Linked DNA regions of Mus musculus: region 2 is linked to region 1. The links are chromatin contacts, called in public HiChIP or PLAC-seq maps. All regions are on one chromosome and are shown on one strand. Each heading gives the region's core, a stretch centred on a gene start, on an enhancer-like site or on the middle of the called end of the contact. The rest is flanking DNA. Distances are from core to core; before and after follow the strand shown. Region 1 overlaps Gm30215 (a long non-coding RNA gene). Region 2 overlaps Pde3a (phosphodiesterase 3A, cGMP inhibited).

What was found. HiChIP or PLAC-seq counts read pairs in DNA pulled down with a chosen protein or histone mark.
Region 2: a contact with region 1 is called in an H3K4me3 HiChIP or PLAC-seq map of neural tube, with 9 times the contacts expected there. The contact joins two enhancer-like sites. A contact is called at or near these places in 10 of 39 promoter capture datasets (the HPC-7 cell line, cranial neural crest, epiblast stem cells and 5 more), 3 of 484 Hi-C or Micro-C datasets (embryonic fibroblasts and embryonic stem cells), 2 of 115 datasets of contacts at active chromatin or transcription factors (embryonic stem cells and neural tube) and 1 of 9 other capture datasets (embryonic stem cells).

Annotation. Positions count from the first base shown.
Region 1 is chr6:140,731,398-140,735,181 of GRCm38.p6, forward strand. The region is part of intron 4 of Gm30215 (a long non-coding RNA gene); the gene reads left to right. Among named protein-coding and RNA genes, the nearest start is that of Gm30215, 53 kb to the left of the region's middle. Within about 2 kb of position 2,319, at least 44 of the 459 cell types and tissues checked have an H3K27ac peak or open chromatin away from gene starts, as enhancers often do.
Region 2 is chr6:141,318,030-141,321,850 of GRCm38.p6, forward strand. All of the region lies in intron 1 of Pde3a (phosphodiesterase 3A, cGMP inhibited), which reads left to right. Among named protein-coding and RNA genes, the nearest start is that of Gm10400, 21 kb to the right of the region's middle. Within about 2 kb of position 1,607, at least 3 of the 459 cell types and tissues checked have an H3K27ac peak or open chromatin away from gene starts, as enhancers often do.

The DNA.
Region 1 (3,784 bases), core at 1,069-3,568:
TTTTACGTTATTTTTTTTCTTACATAACAGACAGACATGACATTTAAATATTTCCCTAATGTTATTGGCATAATCAGCTCTGTCAATGAGCCATATGGCTTGTGCAAACACAGAGATAATCCTGGAACACTGACATATGTAAGCTTAATTTGAAAAGCCTGTGGAAGTAGTGGGAAGCAGATGGGGGGTTGCCATAGAGATCACTGTCACTCAGAGGAAGAAGCCTGGCCCTGTGGGTCACAGTCATTTCCAAAGGAACAGCCAGGCTTACAAAGTTCCCCTCCCACACAATTGTCAGTCATTAAAGCAGCTTTGGAAACCTAAATATTAAAATCATTTACCAGCGACTCTATCATACTTTTATTAGACTGGATGATTTACAAGTGTGCACATTTTCACTGGTTAAGGATTTTGAACTATTACAAGAGAATTTGACTATTCTGTCAAGTCGTAGAGTTTTTTTTTCTCTTTATTAAAGGATAAAGTAGATTTATTTACCTGTATTTGCTTTTATTTTTCTTTAAGCTTTTTTTTTTTTTTTTTTTTTTTTTTTAAGACATGGTCTCATTATGTAGGCTGACCTGGAACTTGCTGTGCAGAGCAGGATGGCCTTCAGCTCCCTGAGATCCTCCTGCCTCTGCCTCCCTCACACTGGGATTAAGGGTGTGCACCACATCTGAATGTGTTTGTCTTCATGTAGGTTTTACCCTGATAGCACACAATTTAGAAACTATTTAGGCCAGATTTTTAGACTAGACTCAAAGTCAGTACGCAGTCAAGGTTGACTGAGTTCTTGACCCTTCTGCCTCAAGAATTACAGATGTGAATTCTGATTTGTTTACACCAAATGGTGTGTGTTGTGCATGCTTGTAAGTGTGCAAATATGCACTTCCTTGTGGGCTCCCTATATGCTGTTGTGTGAAGGCCAGAGGAAGACACCCAGTGTGTTTTCGACTATAGCTCTCTCTCTGCTTATTGTATGGAGAGGAGTCTCTCATGTGACCATAAGTTCACCATTCTGGCTAGGCTAGCTGGCTAGTGAATTTCTGAGATCTGCCTGCCTACTATACCCATTGCTGGGATTACAGGTGTGTGTGTGTCTATTGCCAATGTTTTTTACGTGGGTGCTGGGGATTTGAACTTAGGTCTTTATGTTTGCCGTACAAGTATGCTCTCTAACTTCAAGTCCAGATTCTTTGTTAGAAATTATAATTACGTGATAATGCTCTATAATGTAGTTGACTATAAAGTTTAAAAACAGTGGGCTGGGGAGATGACTCAGTAGATGAAGTGTTAGCTGTGAAATTATGAAGAGCTAAGACTGGATTCCCAGCATCCATGTTTAAAACCCACGGTGGTGATATGAGCCTATAACCCCCCACATTGGAGAGAGAGGCAGAGGCAGGAAGCTCCCTGGGGCTTTTGGCCAGCCAATCTAGCCACATTGGTGACCTCTAGGTTCAGTGAAAGGTTCTGTCTTAAAAAATAAGGTGGATCTTGATTGAAGAAGACAACATTGCCTCCTGGCTTCCACATGTGTTCTCATACATGTGCACATACGTGTACACACACACACACACACACACACACAGGCACACACAGACACACACAGACACACACAGGCACACTCCTTCCCCACCATCGAACAAGACCCCCCCCCCCCCCCCAAAAAATTCTCTCAATAGGAAGTGTTCATTGCTAATTTTGCACCAGGAATTATTTCCTTTGGAAAAGTTATCAGCTGACTTATATCTCTCCAGGTGTGGGGGCGGTCCTAGTTGCTATGGTTCTGGGGGCGGTCCTAGTTGCTATGGTTCTGATGGGATAGACTAATCAAAGCTGGGAAAGAGTTACAGTTGAGACTAGAGAGGATTTGGAATGTCATTGTATCATTTAATAAAACATGAAATTGAATTAATATTGTTTTTGACCTCGAAAACGAACTGTCAGGAGCAAGAGGGTTAATATAAAATCCTCCAGTTTGTAGTAAGAATTCATCCTTAGCAAAGCTCTAAAATTATACAGTGAAGTTCAGTGTGAGTTTAAACGGGAGACGTTGGGATCAAAGGGACTCCACAGTGAATGTTTGAAAGAAGGATTTGTGTGCGGTCCATCCTTGTTTTAGGCTTGGATGGTGAACTGCTTTCCTGCGATTGTGTTATGGTTCCCATTGCAATTTAGAGATGAATAATGAGTTTCTGAAATCCACTAGAATCTGTTCTCACCAGCACGGGAAGAGCAGGACAGGCTTAGGAGGATAGTAAACAAGCGAACCCAGATATCACAGGCAGCGCTCACTGGGGGTGCCGAGCCTCCGGCTGAGGCGGTGGCGGGCTTGGCTCCTGAAGCGCTAACGGCTTAGTTGTGCAAGCCAGCAGGTTCCAGCTGTAGTAGGTGAAGAAAATCAGAGGAAAACAAAGTGCGGACACGAGCAGACTGCAGTCTCTAGCTCAGCCAGGCTCCACAAACTGCAGCTGCCTGTATTGGAACACGGGGCAGACCCGACGTAGAAGCTCAGCCCTTCTGTCGTCACTGCAGCCTGCAGCGTAAACCCTAGCTTAACCTTAAAACAAAAAACAATTTTGCTTGTTTCTGCCCACATCGAAGAGCCCCCCCTGATTCCTGAGCATTATCCTGATGGTTGTCGTTGCACAGATCTGGTGACCCAGTGTCCCAGTATCACTGACTGACCGTTAGATTTGTGAGATTTATTCCTGTTGCATGAAGCTGTTCTTTCTTCGTCCTTATTGTTGTATGCATTGGAATATTGCATAAAAAGTCTACACCTACCTCTCTGTTAGTACCAACAATACTGCCTTGACCATTCTCATACATTCTTGGACATAGCAGCTTACTGTACGTACTTGGGAGTAGATAATCACTTAGTGGAAACCACTGAGTAACCTTTGTGAAGTACTCTTAGATGAATCTTCGTACCTCATGTATGCGAACCCACACGTGGATAAAATCTATCGACTGACTAGGCTGTGAAGTAGTAAAAATATCACCTGGAAAGTGGGTGTGATGGTGCCTGTCTCTGATGCCAGCACTTGGCTGTGATGATGCCCACCTGTGAAACAGGACTTGAGTGTGATGGTGCCCATCGGTGATCCCAGCACTTGGGAGGTAGGACCAGGAGGATCAGGAGTTCACAGTCAACTCTGGCCACACAGTGACACCCACGTACATACTTACGTACATTGGCTCATGGTTAGCCTCCGATTCATGAGATTCTGCCTGAAGGGCAAAACAGCCATCCTAGTTTATAAGCAATTAAAATAACAAAAAATTATAAGGAAAATGTTCTTTTTTTTTTTTTTTAATGACTGAGAAGGGGGGCCAGAGTGAGAGGCAGATGTGGCTCTGCTGGGTTGTGAGCTTATTGGGTTGCTCTCTTCAAAGATCACCTTCCTCCTTTGTGAAACAGGAATACAAACTAACCCAGTCCACAGAGCTGTTGGGAGAATCACAACACTTGCCGCGGGGTGTGGAACCGTATCACACACTGTGAGGTGTCTGAATCACAGACTTCATAAAATGCTATGGGCTGAAGACGGGGCTCAGTACTTGAGAGTGCTTCTTGTTCTAGAGGACTACAGTTCTAGGGGATGGCTAACTCTCTTCTAGCCTCCATGGATGCCTAAAGACATGGTACACATGAACTCACACAGTCACACACATACCTGCACATAAAGGAAAATGTTCGCCTTGAGTTGTAGATGTGTGTTGATTATGACGGACTCCGGTCACGGCTATCTGTGTCATTTTATGAATCCTTGGAATG
Region 2 (3,821 bases), core at 357-2,856, 590 kb after region 1:
TAATTGTCTTCCAATGCAGACTCCTGTGAGGCCTCATGTGAGGGTAATACTAAAAATGCTCTTGGATTTTTGGTAGCTGTCATCCTACCTAGTGGAGACATCTTCTTGTTCTGGACTATTTAGACACTGTTGCTCGAAATAATTAGGTACCCTTTTCTCCAGAGTTGACTCCTAATTCATTTTTTTAAGTCATTTTTAAGGAGGCTGCTGACTATGGTAGGTGTCCAGCCTCCTAAATGTTAGGTTTATAGTGGGCACAGCTACCTCCTCTGCCTTTATTATGGAGCTACAATCTGGTAGTCACATCCTTCCAGAAGTTTCTATATATAGTTCTAATGCAGAGTTGTCATAGGTGTTAATCTCCATTGTAAGCCAGATATGTTTCTCTGCATTCCTAGGTCATATAATTACATAGAATTATTTTCAGATATTAACATTACACTGAGCAATCTAGTGATAAGGGGAAAAGATATTTGAATAGTCATTCATCTCAAAAAACAACTAGGAGTCTAGTTGGAATAAAGATGGTGTGTGTTCAGACATAAACTGCCATGTGGCACGTTAGAGTAATAGTTTTTAAGTCTCTACAGCGACATTTGGAGAGAATCAAATAAAAGGTCCATTTGACATATGGCTAAGTCTGCTTGAACAGACTTGGATCACTGAACACTGGTAAGTGCTAATCTCTGGGGACAAAATATTTTGATTAATAGTTTTTTTTTTTCTCATGCTGTGGGCGAAAGGGTGGCTGTAAAGGTTTTCCTTTTGAGATCATCACTGTGGCCTGTACCTTACAGTTCTGTGATGCACAAATTCAAAATGTCTGTAGAGGTCAGGAAGTTTACTGTATTGTTTAACTCTCTGTTTCTAATTAGGACTTTAAAAAAGAAAATGAGCTGCCCTCTCCAGACCCACCCACAGGCACATTTTCCACATCAGACCAGCGGGATATTGCACAGATCAGTCTGGAAAATGTAGACCGGGAGAGTTAGCCCTACCCAAGAGATTTTTTACTCTGGTGATGGCTGAATATTTTTATTTTGCTAAATGAACTCTGTGTGAATGATAATTTCTTTGCCTGTTTTACTGGTTTAAATCAATATTTAATTTTCTTACTAGCGTTCTTTGATTGATTTTTATCCATGCACCATATTAAAATTAGAAAATTCACAAGAATCACTGTAGGATATAATTTTCTAAGGAATCTAATTAAGCGTTTGGAATGAGGATGGCCCGGTGCACATTGTAGCAGTATGAAAAGCTTCTTGGATGTGCTCGTTGTGGGACATGGAACTGTTAGGATTTCAGTTTTAGATATTGGTCTCCAAAAGACTTCAATTACAATGTAACTTAGGAGGGTAAAGGGATTGGTGGGTAATTCTATGATCCCACAGCTTGTGTGGGGCTAGATCCAGAAAGACTTCATAGAGTACAGATTTACAGACAAAGCCTAACTCAGGCAAACTGGTATCAGGCTGGCTAGCAGCATCTCCTCTTTAAGCCTTTTATAATTTTGTTGGATCACTTAAGGGAAAGGTCTAGGCTTGGCCCATGTTTACAGAGTGTCCTCTCTGTTCTTCCCTCTTCCCCTTCATCCCGCTTCTCATCCTTCTTTGCTCCCTCCTCTTTCCCTTCCTTCTCCCCTCTCATGGTACACGTACCTGTGCTCATATGTGTACATGTCTGTGATAAACAGCAGGGTCTTCTTCCCTTGCTGTTCACCTTATTGTTGGAGATAGGCTGTCTCATTTAACATGGAACCCCCCAATTTGGCTAGACCAGCTGGCTAATTCAGAGACCTGTCTGTCTCTGCCTCCTGGACACTGACTTCAGTGCTGCTAGCGGAGATCTGAATTCACCTTCTGATGCTTGTGAGGCAAGCATTTTATGACCTGTGACCAAACGGCCTCCTCCCCAGCCCTTCTCTTTCTTTATAAGTAAAATTTTCTTTCAACAAGCCATATCATGTCTACAACCTTTTTCAAATGGTATTTGCAAAAGTCAGCTGAGATAAAGGGTCTCGAGGAAGGCCAGGTTTGCCTGTCGAGAGAGACTTTCAATGGCCAGTTGATGTGAGGATCCTTATCTTTCTTGTGACATCTTTATGACCATAAGATGCCACATATCTACTCCAATCTCTGGGAGATTAACTTCTTCCCTTTCTGCTTCTGGGATATAGAACTGGGGGTTTTCTGTCAGATGCAGTAAAAATTCCCTTGGTACCTGTCATCAACGTGCAACCTCATGACAGAAGAGTGATTCAGGTCACCTCACACTTAATTATTTATAGTCCAAAGGAATGAGACATGACCAGTTATTTATGATGTCCTATGAATAAAAATATGTGAATAAACAACAATTGAATTACTTGTTAGAAATGAATCTGACTCAAGCCTGGGTATGGCAATCCCAGAGGTAGGAGGATCAGGAGTTCAAGGCCAGCTTGGGATACAAGAGACCTTGTTTCAAAGCTTAAAAACAATTTCTTGAAAAATTCAGCAATAATGGTGTATTCTTTGCTACTAAGATCCATTATGAAAATATAAAAAATATAAGTAAGTAACAATAATTAAAAGAAAATAGAATATAACAAGAGAAAATTTGCAAGGAATATATAAGTACCGTGGAGTAGTTAGACTCTGCGGTATGGTTTTGAATCAAAAGAGTGAAGGCTGTGAATATAGTTCTCTGGTACAGTTTTTCTAGTGCATGTTAAGTCCCTGAGTTTCATCTTCTAGCTTGAAAAATCAAAAGACTTTCTGAGGCTTAAGGAGAGTGCAGAGGGGTAGGTGGGTTCTTCCCAAAGTAGATAGGATTTGAGCTGGATCTGATGGGTAAACGTGACTTACCAGGTGCTGAGTGGGGGAAGGTACCTAGTGGCAGAAATCATTTTGAATAATGTTTGCAGGATCTTTGGCACACACCAGAGCTCTTTGCCATGGTGACTGAAGCCTCTCCAGTGTCTGGAGTTTCACCCCAACTACTTTTCATTTTTATGGTGGCTCTGCCACCTTGTTCCCCCATGTTTCCTAGGTTAATGCTGCCTCGATGGTTCTTCCAATCTCTGAGACTCTCCATCCCATTCTAATTTCTCATTAAATTTTGATGTGCTTGCAAACTGGTACTTGATGCATAATTTAAGAAATATATTTCCATGCAAGTAGTTCTATACCAAGACATTGGTAATCAGCCATTCTGCATATTTCATATTGAAATGTCTTTTAAAGTTATTGAATGTGGGCTGGGGATTTAGCCCAAATGTAGAGCACCTGCCTCATATGCATTACTAGTTCTAGGCTAAGGTAGCTTGCAGCAGCGCATGTGAGGATTATGGTTCCCCTGTTATCCCACAGTCCCTTGCTGTGTTGTGGTTGCTGATTCCAGATGATCTCTGCATACTCAGTCCTTGGAGTATACAGTCATGGCCCTGAACTCATTTTTTCCTTCCTGGAGGTATAAATAGCCTGATGACGCCCTCTGCTCCCTGTAGCCCATGCATCATTCATACCGTACCTCTCCTTTCTAGGTCACAAAGCTCAACACACACACACACACACACACACACACACACACACACACATCAATGGCAACAACATATGAAATGAACATGTGACTCACCTCACAGTGCCTCTGAGCCTCTGATAGCCTCCAGACATCCCATGCATACAGACATGGCATTTGTGTGGTGTAAGAGACCCAGAGGAGAAGAAAATAGCCATTCTTACCAAATAAATTACAAATAGCAAACTCTTACCATGATGATTCTTCCCTCCACCCATTTCTTCCCTCATGCTTGAAATAAAGCCCTTCCCATGCAAAGC